Linked DNA regions of Triticum aestivum: region 2 is linked to region 1. Evidence: chromatin contacts called from public Hi-C data. All regions are on one chromosome and are shown on one strand. Each heading gives the region's core, a stretch centred on a gene start, on an enhancer-like site or on the middle of the called end of the contact. The rest is flanking DNA. Distances are from core to core; before and after follow the strand shown. Region 1 has its middle 27 kb from the start of LOC123096952. Region 2 holds the start of LOC123097778 (asparagine synthetase [glutamine-hydrolyzing] 1).

Region 1 (4,567 bases), core at 735-3,234:
TTGATTGAGCTGCGTGATTGATGGATCGGCCGTCGTGGGGTCGTGTCATCCTTTTTTTTGGGATGTCACCGTATACATACGTATGGGTCATACGGGTTATACGGGGCTTGGATATGGGCTACGGGGCTTGGATATGGGCAGCGGCGGGCCGGAGAAAAAATAGATGGCGGGGGTCAAGAATACCCCTAGGAAATTGAGTTAGGGGGGAGCACCGGAGCAGAAACGGCTGGCTATAAGTGTACGTATAGGGGAAAAAAGTGTACGTATATCTCCGTCGACGGAGTAGACAATGAGACAGAATAGCGAAGCAGCCCATACTACTTGGAACCTCCAAGGATAGATGCATGTGTCATGGAACAATGATCAAGCTAGCTAACAATGGTCCATACATGTTGGCGGAATGATTGAGATCCCATGTCCTTTATGTCGGGAAGATACTATTGGGTCAAGACGTTATGGTCGTGTTAAAAAAAACATTATGGGGTGCAAATAATACGCTGTCCATCCTTGTGCACACGTTACACGGAACTTTTTTTTAACACACTACATACACACTCATACATGCGCACATACTACATTTCATTTATTTTTTTGAACCAAAGTCCAAATTAAATGTCATTTTTATATTCGTGTTTCTGGTAACAAGGGCTTTCAAATGAGATCCATTTTGAATACATTTTGAAGAGTTTTTAAGATTTCATTAATTTTATCTTTTGAAACTTTGTACAAGCGACTTACAAAATCGTCAGTTTCAGAACCCGCGGCCGACAATAGAAAGTTTTAAGTTTCAACCCTGAACCTTGGTATGAGCGACCGACAATATTGTCGGTAGCTGCAACCGATAGAATCGTAAGTTTTAGAATTGAAAACTTAAAACTTAAAACTTGTTGGCCCTCATGGAGGATCCCACGCTTCGTGAGACAATTGAGTGGTTGGCACGGCTGTGTAGGTTGTGGACGTCCCTTAATTTCTAGGCGATAGGTGTAGAATACAATGGCGGCGGAGGAGAGTGCGGATGTAAAGTAAGGGGGGCAGGGACGAAGTGGAAGAGAATGGGACTGGAGGGAGGATTTAAGTGGGCCAGGGATGTCGGAGTCCTACGTGGCGGTGGTCTAGGCTCTCACAAACCGCACTCCCGGTTTGTTTCCAATTTACGGAAGAAATAACTTCCGGACCGCTCCACAGACCGATACCGGGTCACGTTGGATGGCAAAATGCATTTGGACCACGCGATCCAGACGGATACAGGCGGTTTGAGGGTCGGCCTTGGAGATGCCAGAACCCTCTGCCCTCGGTCTATTTGGAGATTCCGGGGGAAATGGCGCTCAATTGATTCCACGGAGGGCTCATTATCCACAACAGAGTTTGGACGGCTGATAGGCTTCAGAGGAGAGGATGGCCAAATTGTGACAAATGCCCACTCTGCAGTCAGGTGCAAGAATCTGCAGCACACCTGATCTTCAAGTGTCGTTTCTCTGTTCGGATTTGGAATACGGTCTTCTCATGGCTTGGGCTTGCTATCCCCACGGCTCCGTGGCTCCTGTTTGATTCGGTGAAATCTTCGTGGGATGCGGTTCTCTCTGATAATACACTCCCGACGAAGGCCCTATCTTCCCTGTTACTTCTTGTGGGATGACAGATATGGAATGAAAGGAATGCGAGCAAAGCGGCGCCGGTGGCGATTGTCATGCGAGGCATCAAAGAGGAAGTTTCGATTTGGGCCAATGCAGGTGCTAAGCATTTACGTAATGTAATGCCGCGAGAGTAATTGTTTTGCTTTTCCGCCGCTTGGCGATGTCTGTTCTGAAACCTCTCCTTATTAAATGAAAATGGCAAGTCTTTTGCCTTGTTTAAAAAAAAAAAGAGTTTTGCATCCTCTTCTCGCAGTGGCAGATTTCTTCACGTAACCGCACTCCGACCCTGTCCACGCTGACGCGGACTCTACGAATTGTGGCGAACCAACGCTGCCTGCCTCCCTGGCTCGACGAATCGGAGATGCCTGTCCAACTCACGCATCTCCCAATGATTCATATACGCCATTGCGCGTGCACATGCTGCATGTCTGATGCCAACGTGACAGTGACGACAGGGAGCCAAAAAAGAAAGAAACAACGACGACGGTGCGGTCAGTCCTCCCTACAAGTGACCTCCTACTATTGGTTTGCCCATATATGGCGTGCTTAGCATGCTTACAAAGTATACTTAATTACATCTTGTGTGAACTTTCAGCGTAGTACATGTGGTAGTTGGGTTCCCCTACAAAAAGTCTGGTGGTAGCTGCTGGGTGTGTGTGTGTGTGATGTCTTATCTCTTATCTCTTCTCACTCAAATAATGCATCGAACCATTGGAACGAGGAAAATATGCATGCATACGTGTATCATACAAAGCATATCTGGCATCCTACAATTATCAGGGCATCATGATCTATTGACTTGACCAATATTGCTTATTTTCATAAACAAACTCAATAATTGTCTTCCCTGCCTAAAAACAGCTCAATAGTTATCCAAAAGTAAGATCGAGAGTTTTATTTAGGCCTTGTTTGGTTCATAAGTCCTGGGACTTTTTTTAGTCCCAACTTATAGTCTCAAGTCCCTAAAAAGTCCCTATCTGTTTTGTTCCTGTGACTTATAAGTCCCTATAAGATCATATTACAACTATAAGTCCCTATAAGACTCTCCTTGAGAGTCTTATTTCATAAGTCCCAAATGCCCACTTTAAGTCCCTATAAGCCCCTCCTGTTTGGTTTAGATGGGACTTATAGGGACTTTTTTAAGTCCCTAAACCAATAAGTCCCTGAAAACAAACACCCTCTTATTTCCACTGCAATAATGCTATGTAGCATATATCTCAAATGGTCTCTATTTTTTCAAGAAGGATTCTCTCCTATTTTATTTCTAAGAAAAATGTAGAATTCTTCCAGTCAACTTTTTTCCGATAAATAATGTATTTTATTGATTTACAGTGTCGCATCAAGAGAAAACAATTACCATGAGTAGACATCCAGCCTCTGCATGACTAAGATGCAGACAACCAACACCAACACACACGCAAAGAAAAAGAAAAGGCAGAAAATTGCAGAGTTCTTACAGCGATACGAGATTGATGACTAAACAAAGGAAAAAGTCTTAGGGGAAAAGCACATATCTCCACCCATCCTTCTCCAAAAACTAAGAAATGGCTAGAAGTGTTTGGTTTCCAGAAGATCATCACAAAAGCATGATTGCTACCGTACCGCACACGAATTCAGCCACCAACGAAGCAATAATCTAAAGATGCACATATGTTACCTATGCTATAAAGACCATGCATGGCCACCACCTCCGCAAGTCTTCTAGGTTCGATTGCGAGAGCATTCTGCTCATTTTACTTCCGCAGATCCAGGTATCAACACAACAAAAGATTTGGTGTATCATAGAGATGGGGTAATGAGGATAGATCATCTAAGAATGCGTTATATTTCCTGCTATCCATATGCTGACAGATAATAACAGATATCCAATTCCCACTAACTTTCTTCGAGTGGAAGAGGAACATACCGGGAAAGCCATACGTAATGTTAAGCTAGAAGAAAATTGACATGTACATTTCAACTCATTTCAACACATTCCAAATGTACTTAGCAACAATACATCTAAAGAAGAAATGATCAATTAACCGATTCATCTTCGGGGAGTGACCAACACTTTTTATGTTTGTGCTATCTTCTATACGCAAGAGATTGTCTCTAGTAATAAGGGTACTTCATTTTGAGATTAACCAGAAAAATACCTTGATCTTTGGTGGAATAAAAAAATTAGATATGTTGATACTGGCAAAACGGAGTTGTAGATAGAAGGATTTGATGGAGAAACCTTCAGAGGGATTATGGAGTTCATCTTAGCTTAGTGATCACTCACCCAATGGTACCTTAATGTACTAGTAGTTTAAGACGATACTACTCATATACTGGGATATTCTTGTACTCAATATTGTCATTTGGATCTTGTAGTAGGTAAGAAGTTGTGTATCTCGTGAGTTGTGACTGTGGATCTAATTAACCTTTCAAACAAGTTAAAGGGCAAGAGCAACTTTTTGTCATGGTGTGTTCCACTTCGATTCTAGGCGTCCATGCATGAGAAGATGAGCATATGTGATGAGAAAGGGTCAATTGATTGATTCATCTTCGGAACTTATTGGCGATCAGTTTTTATCTTTACGCTATTCTCCCTATGCAAGAGATGTCTCTGTTAAGGGTCTTTATTTTGAGATTAATCAAGAAAAGACCTTGATCTCTGGCGGCAATCACAATTTTTACAAGAAACAATGTGTTGACATAGGCACATTGGAGTTGTAGATGGAAGGATTTGTCAGAGACTCCTTCAGTGGGATTACGAGCCCACTCGAGCACAGTAATGTACTAGTAGTTGAAATGACAATATAACTCTTAAATTTGGATATTCTCGTACTTGGTATCTTCATTTGGATCTTCGATTAAACCACCAAGTCGTTCGTCTCGTTACGGTTGATCTAACCTTTCAACTAAGGTAAAGGGCAAGAGCACATTGTGCATTGTCATGGTATTCC
Region 2 (4,567 bases), core at 888-3,387, 370 kb before region 1:
TGTAGTGAGCAGTCTTTTTCATTTACTATATGCCAAGATGTCTTAAGGCTTAAGGTTTTAATCTCAAATTTCCGGGGTTGTCAGTGTGACTCTTCTGTTGGGTTTTAATCGCAAATTTATTATGCCAAGCATGAAGCATCAAGATGTCCTGAGGCTTGAGGTTTTATTTGCTTTTCTTTACCTGGACGGTGAAGTGGAACTCGTGATGGATGGTTCCAAGATAGTCAGCTACCTCTCTCGCGGCCTTCAGATCAGGTGAGCCCTACAATGCGCAGCAACATATTAGAAACATGAGATTCCCATGGTTCTTGAAGAAGAAGAAGAAACAGTAGGAGAAGACAGAAACATGTGAAGAAAAATAAACCTCTAGGCCGACGACAAAGGAGTGGAGCTCAGTTCCAAACTTCTTGGCGGCTTCAGTCTCGATGAGATGGCGCTTGGTCACCGAGGCGACGAGAGAGGAGTCGAGGCCGCCGGAGAGGAGGACGCCGAAGGGCACGTCAGTCATGAGCCTCTTGATGACGGCCTATACAAAACAAAACAGCACACATGGGCGACTCCACTGTCAGTCACCGTCACACTACCTACCGTACACAGAAGCAAGTATCACGTGGTGCTACGGTCAGCGTGGTGGTATGCTATGCACCTTCTCGAACGCCTCCCTGAGGACGAGGGGCTGGTACGCCGTCGCCGGGACGTGCTCGGCGAACCACTGCGGGTTGTACCACCGCCGGAACCCGCCGGCGGCGCTCGAGTACAGGTTCCCCGGAGGGAAGAGCTCGAACTTTGGGCAGTCCTCGTGGAGCGCCTTCATCTCAGACGCAATCCAGACGGAGCCTGCGAGAGCACACCAGACAAATAAGTCGCAGTCCAGACGTGATGAATCTGTGGTGACAGAAGCTGGCGGGGTTGACGTGCGTACCGTCGCTGCCCCGGCCGAAGTAGAGGGGGTTGACGCCCACGGCGTCGCGGGCGGCCATGTACGTCTTGTTGCGGGTGTCGTACAGTACGAAGGAGAAGACGCCGTCCAGCATGTTGACGAAGTTCTCGCCGTACTCCTCATACTTGAGACAGCAGCAGGAGCAGGGGTGGTCGGCGTCAGTATTCAGTTTTGTTCTTTTGCTCATTTCATTGCAATTGCGAAGCTAATTTCGGCAGCTCGGAACCGAAACGATCTCGCTTACCAGAGGGATGATAACCTCGCAGTCGCTGCCGGTGGTGAAGGTGTGCTTGGCGGCGAACTGCTTGCGGATCTTCTTGTGGTTGTAGATCTCTCCATTGGCCTTTTCATCAACAACAGCAACCAACAGTTAGAAAACGATAGGCGATGGAGAACAAGCAGTCTACTTGCAGGACGTGGCAAACACACCACGCGCACAAAGCAACAGCGCACATATATGCATACCACGACGACGACGGTCCGGTCCTCGTTGTAGAGGGGCTGGTCGCCGGAGAGCGGGGAGACGACGGAGAGCCGCTGCTGCGCCAGGAAGTTGCCCTCGCACTGGAACAGCCCGGACCAGTCCGGCCCACGGTGCTTCAGCCTGCAAAATCATACCGAGTCAAAATCCACAAGCCGTGCCACGAACAGAGCAATCAAATAACAGTAAGCGCAGGGAGCTTAGGCTTAACGAAGAGGAAGATTCCGGTGTTGTTTTTCCAGATCTGCCCTTACTGTTCGATTCTTTCCGGGCTCATATCATATGCAACAAAACGACGAGAAAGGCTAACGAGGACAAAACAGAAACAAGAACGGAAAACAAAAAAAAAAGTGTTGGACGATCCTGTTTTAGTTCTTTCCGGCAAGGTATCTATGTATGTACACATATATCAACGACATTTTGTTTTACGATCCACACAAGAACCTCAAGATTATGCCGACGATACGGGCGGCCATTAGAATTTAGAACCGGGCGCTAGGGATTTGAAGGGGGGAGGTGCATGGATAGTGCAGGACAGGTGCTTGCCTGCGGGAGCAGGAGAGGACGCGAGCCCTCTTGGCCTGCGACCAGTCGGCGCAGCCGAGGACGGCCAAAATCCCACACATGGTGGACGCGGCGACGGACGACGCGGGTTTCGGGGGTGGATGAGGTTGGAGAAGAAGGAGAGAGTGAATGATGCTCGTGTTGAGAGGTGATGCGGGAATTAGCGGATGCGCGCGCCGTATTTATAGCCGATCCGCGCGGCTCCGGGGCCTCGCGTCTGCGACCGGGGAGCTCTCCCACCCTCGCTGCGGGGACACGTGGCGGGTGTCGGTTGGGAGGGTTCCGTGCGCGGCGGGAGTTTATCCCCTCCGGATGCAGCGTCGTCCAGTCAGCGTGGGCCCCGCCGCCCGCGTCAGCGCCGGGCGGTGCCGTCGGATCTACGATCCACGGCGGCAGAGAGGGCTGGGGGTGGGCCCGGGAGGCCGGATTCATCAACGGCCGGCTGTGCTTCGCTGCGATGCCTCCTCCTGGTTTAGGTTTTTTTTCCTCGTGTGATGGATGATGCAAACAACGCCATTATTGAGATTTGGGAGCATCTTGGATGTGATTAACATATTCAGGGATGTTCATTTCTATTTCTGAACGAGGACGCTTTCTCATGCTGCCAAGGTTCGATGAATCCGCCCCTTGTTTTTCTTTTCCTTTCACTCCTAGCATCTTTGATTTCTACTGTGATTACTGAAGCTATAATGCCTATATTTGGAAACCAGTTTCCAAAAAATGTTACTACTATCAATATGGTGACTAATTGTGCTAACTATTGTACTTTATTATTACTCCATAGTTCAGTTTATTTCCTTATTTAGGATCACTGACATTTTTATCTTAGAACTATAAGCTTTTTTACCTTAAACCACAGAAAGAAACTGTTCACTAAATGTAAGAAAAAAGAGTTCTAATTCTCTCTCAATTAAAAACTAAAATAGTTCTTCGGCGCTGCCCGTGGTTTTGGTGCAGCAACAAAACATGGGCACGGAGCGGTTGGTGTCGTTGCAACTGGTGGCCCGCTCAACGGCTCTCCCACAGAGCAAGGGGAGTGGAGCGGCAATCCAAAGAGTGACAGAGCCCACGATTACCCGTCAGCTAATGGACGAGAGGACAACATGTTTGAGCGCTTTGGTGGTGGAGCCCGTAGACACCTTTGGTGGGCCTGCTCCCGCGCCGATGGAGATCCCAGGTGGGGTCCTGCCCAATGGGGTGGAGCCAGCTTCGAATCCTGCGCGGATGGCAAAGTTGCAGCCGCCTCCGCTCCCGTGTGACGTGGTCCCAGGAAGGATCCTGTCTGCGGGGCCGGCGGGCCAGACTTGTAATCCCAGGGGCAGTGAGGTAGCATTGGAGGATAGGCTATTGGTGGGGCCCCAGGAAAATGACAATGTCTTTGGCACAACCACGGGGCCGGATCCCGCAGTTGGTGTCGAGAATAATGCGATTGCTGCCCATGCACGGGCACGGAGGCCAATGCAGGCGTCAAGGAGGAGCAATCATCGATGCCATCGGGTGGGACCCTTGATGGGAATCATGCACATGACCCCTGCATGGAGGCATGCACGTACAATCAGGCACGCGCGGCGCCTTCAAATCCAGACTCGCTTAATCTGTCCCCAGCGCCCTTAACGTCACAGATGAAATGACCCCGCAGGAGATGCTAGCTTACGATCGGCCTAAGGTACTTTGCTCCAGCATCATCTCTAAATTGACGCCGCCACTCATCCACGAGGTGCAAGCCTCCAAGCTTCGAGCTCAGGCGGAACACTTCACGCCAACACGAAACACGAGGGCCGGCGCCGAATGCTTCCAAGGCCACGTCAGCGGAGAACATGCTCCTGCGCGCGCTTGGGATTGGTCAAGGATCTCAAGGAGCTGTTCGATTCCCCACTCAGGGAGCAGCACGTGCGCATTTTTGCTGCAATCTTGGGCAAGTTAATGCCTTCCCGTGGGGAGCTAGAGAGGGGTTGTGTCACCCTGCTATGTGCATGAGATGGCAACTTCTTCTAGTGTCGGGCGTCCATTGTTCTTCATGGATTACAACTCGAAGCTTTTGTGTTGGAATGTGTGTGGGTTAAACAACCTGGCTAAAAGGAAGGGGGTGAGGGAGTTCATAGGCTCAACTAAGGTGAACATGGTGTGTTTGCACGAAAGAAAGGTGGATGTAATTGACCAATTCCTAGTAATGCAATGTCTTGGGCCATCGTTGGATGGCTTCACTTACTTGTCGGCGACGAGACACGTGGGAGGATCCTTTTGGCTTGGGATTCAACTAAAGTTGAGGTGGACATTATCATTCTCGATACTCATAGTATCATCGGGAAAGTGCACACAAGGGAGGGGATTTCCTGGTGGATCACGGTGGTGTACGGGCCTCAAGGAGATGAGGCAAAGATTGCATTCCTCGAAGAGCCGAGGGCAAGGCGCATGGTCTGCCTGGGCCAATGGATGCTTCTGGGACATTTGAACATGATCTTAAGAGCTTCTGACAAGAACAACAATAACCTCAGAAGTAACATCATAAACAAGTTCCGGAGCTTTGTGGATGAACATGAGTTAAAGGAGCTCTATATGCACGGGAGGTGATTCACATGGTT

What was found. A called contact is a pair of places that touch in the nucleus more often than the background predicts.
Region 2: a contact with region 1 is called in a Hi-C map of leaf, with 4 times the contacts expected there. The contact joins the promoter of LOC123097778 here to the enhancer-like site in region 1. A contact is called at or near these places in 2 of 5 Hi-C or Micro-C datasets (both in leaf).

Annotation. Positions count from the first base shown.
Region 1 is chr4D:338,546,043-338,550,609 of IWGSC CS RefSeq v2.1, reverse strand. No RefSeq gene overlaps it. Among protein-coding and RNA genes, the nearest start is that of LOC123096952, 27 kb to the left of the region's middle. Within about 2 kb of position 1,984, at least 1 of the 8 cell types and tissues checked has an H3K27ac peak or open chromatin away from gene starts, as enhancers often do. A contact at or near this core is called in leaf, where this site is marked.
Region 2 is chr4D:338,920,758-338,925,324 of IWGSC CS RefSeq v2.1, reverse strand. It overlaps LOC123097778 (asparagine synthetase [glutamine-hydrolyzing] 1), which reads right to left and starts at 2,137. Exons shown (of 12, transcript XM_044519602.1): 1 at 1,968-2,137; 2 at 1,406-1,544; 3 at 1,185-1,283; 4 at 923-1,064; 5 at 647-837; 6 at 365-526; 7 at 182-262. The coding sequence starts at 2,047.